Linked DNA regions of Zea mays: region 1 is linked to region 2. A link is a contact called in public Hi-C data. All regions are on one chromosome and are shown on one strand. The core of a region is the stretch at or near the end of the contact, and the rest is flanking DNA. Distances in the headings are between cores, read along the strand shown. Region 1 holds the start of LOC100383563 (Glycerophosphodiester phosphodiesterase GDPDL3). Region 2 holds the start of LOC100286216 (small nuclear ribonucleoprotein Sm D1).

Region 1 (2,700 bases), core at 90-2,589, 140 kb before region 2:
AGCAGAACAGTGCTTGTATAGTCTACGGAGAACCAGCCCGCTGTAGATACACCATTAACCTTGTAGGTCTTCTTCCCTTGTGGGAAAACACTGGCTATTATTGTGCAGTTATCCATGTTTATGCTCGGTAGGCAGATACCAGCACCATCCTTCGTCAGCCGAACATCACACCACACGGTGGTGTCAGGGGAACTAGATATGCCAACAAACTGATAAGCATAGTCACTGGAATCGGGAAATAGTCCGGAGAACCCGCCCTTAGCAACGACTGCTGGAGCCTTGCCTGGAAATATGAGACGATTGGTACTGTTAGGGTCATGAAGATGGACAAAAGTACTGGAACAACCCTAAGTGCTACGGCAGAAACTACAAAACCAAAATTACCTTACCGGACGGACATAAAACTCGTAAGCACGCATGACCATCTGAAATTATCGTCTCTTATTACCGGGGTTAACTCAAAACACCGCCCGAATTAACATCCATCGAACTGATCCACTCCCATCCCGTTCTCAAAATAGCAATACGCCCATATGGGTCATACGCAGCCCATGAACAGTAGACACCAGCAGCTAATGGTTTACTGAGTGTTCCTCACCAAGAAAGTGATATTGCATAGGCTTGCACTTGGAGGCACGGTGATGTAAACAGGAAACGAACATGAAAGATGTTGCTATTCAATCCCAACCAAAATTGCCACTTAGCTAGAAAGGCTACCGTGCATTTTTTTTGCTGGAGATGCTAAAAGGTATCATGGCTGGCCCCAAACTTCCAATCAGAAATCTAGTCTCCCAAACAGTGCTAAAAACCAGCAAAGCTCTATTTTGCTGCAGAAGCCCTAAAAAACTATTTTGCTGCAGAAAAACAGAAACAGAGCGCCCCACCCAAAAAAAGAAATAAATGCGCAGCCAGTTCACACTCATCCTGAAGATCCAGGCCAAGCTGTAGAACAAAACAAAAATTGCAATTTACAGGCAAGAGGGCTGATCTTTAAGCGAAGAGTGGCAGCAAATCGACCAGATCAGACCACATACACAATTAGTGCGGGAACCTTGGAAGAAACGAAGTGAGAAGGCAGCGAATCCAAAGCTTACCGCTCAGGGTCTTCCAGGTAGAGCCATTCTGGGCGACGGCGGAGCCGACCGAGAGCAGCAGCAGGAGGAGCAGGTGAGTTGAACCAAGAAGGGAGCAGGCGCGGCTGCTCCTCCCCATTGCGGGCATCCGCCACCTACGCGACCACCGGCGGACGCAGCTCGAGGAACTGGGGCTCCAAGAACGACCCCTGGAAGGGGGAGCAGAGGAAGAGGTGGCCACGACGAGGAGACGAGACAGGGAGGAGGGGGGCAATGCGCATCCGGCGGCCGCGTTGGCGTTGGATTTTTAAGACCCAGCGAGAGAGAGACAAAAGCACCGGGTGGCGGGGCGATACTGCTGCTGCTGAGCTGTGTCTGTGTGTGATACAAGAGGAAGTGGCATCAGGGTCAGGGGAGGGGGAAGGTGGTCTGCGTGTGAGATGCCCCCGAATGGGTCTAGTTTCCAACCTTTGCAAAGGAAAGAGAAATGATTAGTTTCAACTATTCTCCTTTTCTTCGTTGAAAATGTACCTTCTCCATTCTTTTTTATTTACTTCGATTGACGTTTTCCCGATGACGTGGTGATGTGCGCGAGGTAAGAGGCCTGGTTGAAGGTAAGATGATGTTGAGATTAAGGATGCGTTTGATTTAGCTTTTTGAACTAGATTCATTTAAAAAATATATAGAATAAAACATCATAATATGTTTTCATTTAGTTCAGTTCAAAATAACGGTTCATCCTAGATTTTTAATATTTTTTGTCGTTCATATTACCAAACTATCAAGGTTTTACGGAATTTATAGTTGACAATAAAATCTATAGTTAACGGTTATCAATACTCTTACAGAATCTATACTTGACAATAGAACTTATAGTTGGCAGTTGTTTGAACCAAGCATATATTTTAGTTGTTCCACAAAATCATGGGCTTGTAGCAGCTTCCTCTCGACTCACATTTAGAATCATTTGACCCAACAAGGCTTTAAAATACAAGTGTTGCTTCACGTAGGACTCTAACTCATTATAGTCAGATATGGCTAGGGTCATCAAATGGCTCATAACTCATTATAGTCCAGAATAAAAGACAACAACAACCGTAGATTAAGGTTGGCCGTACCCAACCAATCCATACGGGTGGATCGCACTGCCCGTTGTACAGTAAATTGCTGAGATTAAAATACGATTTCAAGATGGATGTAGTAGAACTTTGTCTAGATCAAGACCGTGTTTTAAGCAAGGGGAAATACTTTTTACCGAATTTTTTTACGTTCGTGAAGAAATGAATGTGAGAGCAAGCAACGAGAATTTTTATATGGCTATTGTGGATGGTCGCCTGTGGCGGTGGTGTAGCCGTGTATGTGCCCGTAACATGTGCAGGGTCCCCAGCCTTGATTGGCTGCTCCGCATCTCTGTCACCTGGCGTGCTCGACCAAGTGGAGCCGCGCATCGTGTCCTTTCTCGGTCCGCGAATCCGCCATGCAATGCACCAAGGAATAGGATACGGTGGTGCTGGTGCGGATGCTGACTCGGCCGGCGATCGGCGTGCTTGCACCGGAGCCGGGGGAGCAGCCCCCCCTGCTGTTGTGTCCGCGACTCTCGCGCATCGGCGCAGCAGCTCATCGGTGC
Region 2 (2,700 bases), core at 128-2,627:
CCCTCGTTATTTGCTTATCATTCATTAAATATGAAACGTTTTTGTTCTGTCATTAATCTTCGATCATAAACAACCCTCGAAGGAGGATTGTTTCATGATTGAAGTTAATCATCTCCCTTTACCCTCGTCCAGGAATCATTATCTTTGAAGAAGATAACGCTTTCAGGGACGAATGTCCGTAACATTTTACATTGTGTTGCCTTTTACCTCTAAACATTTATTCGCACCCATATAACCAACAAAAACATATGATATGTATTTGTATGAAAAAAATAGAAAAAAATAAAACTAGGTCGTGTCGAAGCCTGCCATGCCACGCCTTAGCCCAGGCACAGCCCAGTGACCAGGCCAAGCCGTCATGGGCTCGGTTCGCTATGTGTCGTGCTGGTTTCGAGCTGGGCACAACCAGTGTCGGGTTTCAAGCCATCCGGCAAGCCCCGGCTCGCCTGGACATGTATACAAGTGATTCAAAAGTAGCTTTCTGTTTTCATTTGCATTTCACATCATGACGAAAAATCTGATGATCCGTTTAGATGTCAATATTTAAGGCATGAAATTGAATTTGGTATTGAAATGATGTAATTCTAATTATATTGTTTGAATATTACTGAATTGGAGTTTGAAATTTTGCGGCCTAATTCTACACAATACGGAGGGCGATGCTATGTATTGAGAGAAAGAGTTTCTAGTTATAGTTCAATTCCAGATAATTGAGTCTCTGATTTTAAATCTCAATTTCATGTTTAACCAAATGGAGAGAATTTTGGAAAGCTAATCATTTGTAATTCCGTACTTCAGTATCTATATCTGGGTATGATCGATCATCGTCATGTTGCTGCACAAAGGGTCATCTCCCAGTATCCGGAATTCCTCATCTGCCATGGTTCTGTAGCCCCACGAGAGAGACTGAACTAGAGACAAGGATTTGGAAATCCTCATCCGATCTCGGCTCTCAAGGCCACCGCCTACTGAAGAGTGAAGATGGTGTATTATTTTAGTATGTTGTAAGCATGCCTGTCGAAGTTGGGGTGGAGTTCACGGCTGCGATCAGCGACATAGTCCGCACTCTCGAAGTTGAGAGCGCGCCTAGCCGTAGCCGGTGGTGAAGGTGAAGGCGCTGGACCTGAAGGTGGGCGGGCCGACGAGCTCGAGGACAGTGGCCAAGGCCGCCGGTGCGACACGTTGCCGTCAGGCGTCAGCGAAAGCGAATCCTCCACCTCCCCATCGGACTTGAGGGATATCAAATAGACTTTTTCCTTTCGAAGACCCATCGTAGGCCCAGCTACAGCCCATTTAGCCCATCTCGCGACTACAGTGTACAGCCGCAAATCGGGAGAAGGGGTTTTTATGTCTCCTCGCCCGCTCCGAATCAGCTCGAGGTAGCAGCTCCCCCCGCAAAAACCCTAGCTTTACCTCCCCACAAGCGCCTCCAAGATGAAGCTCGTCAGGTAAGCCAGCATCCCCCTGTTTCTCCCCTTTCCCCCTCCATTCGTTTCAGTCTGCTGATTCGTTTGGTGCAATTTTCGCCCGAATCGGTGCGGATTTTGGCGCGGGAATTGCGCTTTTACAGGTTCTTGATGAAGCTGAACAACGAAACGGTGACCATCGAGCTTAAGAACGGCACCGTCGTACACGGAACCATTACCGGTATGACGTCATGCGAACTTTACCACTGTGGGAATTAGAGGTGCGGGGCACCTTTAGGTGTGCGGGCTTAGAAAGTAGCTTAATACTGTGTTTCTGGCTGTAACCTAGGAACATGTGACCAACAGAGCTACTATATGATCTTTTATTGCCATCCTGTTTCCGCTTGGTCCAAATATGGTGAATTTTATTCATCTATAGTAAGGCAATATATTCTAGTTATTCCTTCCATATAACATGTGACTTGCAACACCATGTTGCCGTTTTGGGTAATTCACTTTAATTTTTGCATTGCTGCCAGTATTGGCTGTTATAAATCTGATTTGAAGTGTTGGTGATTTTTATAGTTTCTAATGTTTGGTTTCAATGGGTAATGTTGCTCCTGCATACCAAAGTTGTGCTTAAACTGGATAATTTTTAGGCGATTTCTGTCGTCCAATGTGAAATGAAAGATTTCTAGATGCAACCTAAACCAAAATTAGTACAGTTTTCTGAGTTTCTTCTAAGTTAGGCATCGTGAAAATGGAGGGTGGACTGAACATTTATTTGTGCTTCACAGACCATGTTTTCCCTAACAAAAAAGACCATGTTTACTTTTCTTGTAGACATCTTTTTCCCCTAGGGTTCAACTTTCATGTTTACTGGCTTAATTTAGGATAGTAATTATTTTCAAGTCCTCATCATATGTTTGAATTTTCAAGAAATTCATTTTATCTACATTGCCTGCTCTAGATAGTATGGTAGGGTATATGCATTGTCCTTTATATATTGGAGTAATCCTACGTAGCATTAATAGTCACAGTGTAATGTTTCTTTTATAGGTTATCCGGTCGATTATGGTTTACATATACGGACAGCTATCTTCAGATAGTTAAGTAATTTTCATGTTGTTTAGAACTTACCATATGACACTGTTATTAACACCTAAGATTAGAGAATATTTCTGTCATTTTTTGGTGATTAAAAAAAATTGTCCATCTAATTTCAGTCCTTACAAGAACTCCACAAATGGATGTGATCAAACCAGCACAAAACTCCACAAATCTTAGATTTTGC

The links. Hi-C and Micro-C count contacts between places; a contact is called where the count stands out from the background.
Region 1: a Hi-C map of ear shows a contact between it and region 2, with 4 times the contacts expected there. The contact joins the promoter of LOC100383563 here to the promoter of LOC100286216 in region 2. A contact is called at or near these places in 18 of 25 Hi-C or Micro-C datasets (bundle sheath, ear, endosperm and 5 more) and 2 of 3 datasets of contacts at active chromatin or transcription factors (leaf and seedling).

The regions. Positions count from the first base shown.
Region 1 is chr4:132,789,940-132,792,639 of Zm-B73-REFERENCE-NAM-5.0, reverse strand. LOC100383563 (Glycerophosphodiester phosphodiesterase GDPDL3) reads right to left here and starts at 1,339. Exons shown (of 9, transcript NM_001176211.1): 1 at 1,095-1,339; 2 at 1-283. The coding sequence starts at 1,221.
Region 2 is chr4:132,650,901-132,653,600 of Zm-B73-REFERENCE-NAM-5.0, reverse strand. It overlaps LOC100286216 (small nuclear ribonucleoprotein Sm D1), which reads left to right and starts at 1,377. Exons shown (of 5, transcript NM_001159104.2): 1 at 1,377-1,448; 2 at 1,571-1,647; 3 at 2,466-2,514. The coding sequence starts at 2,481.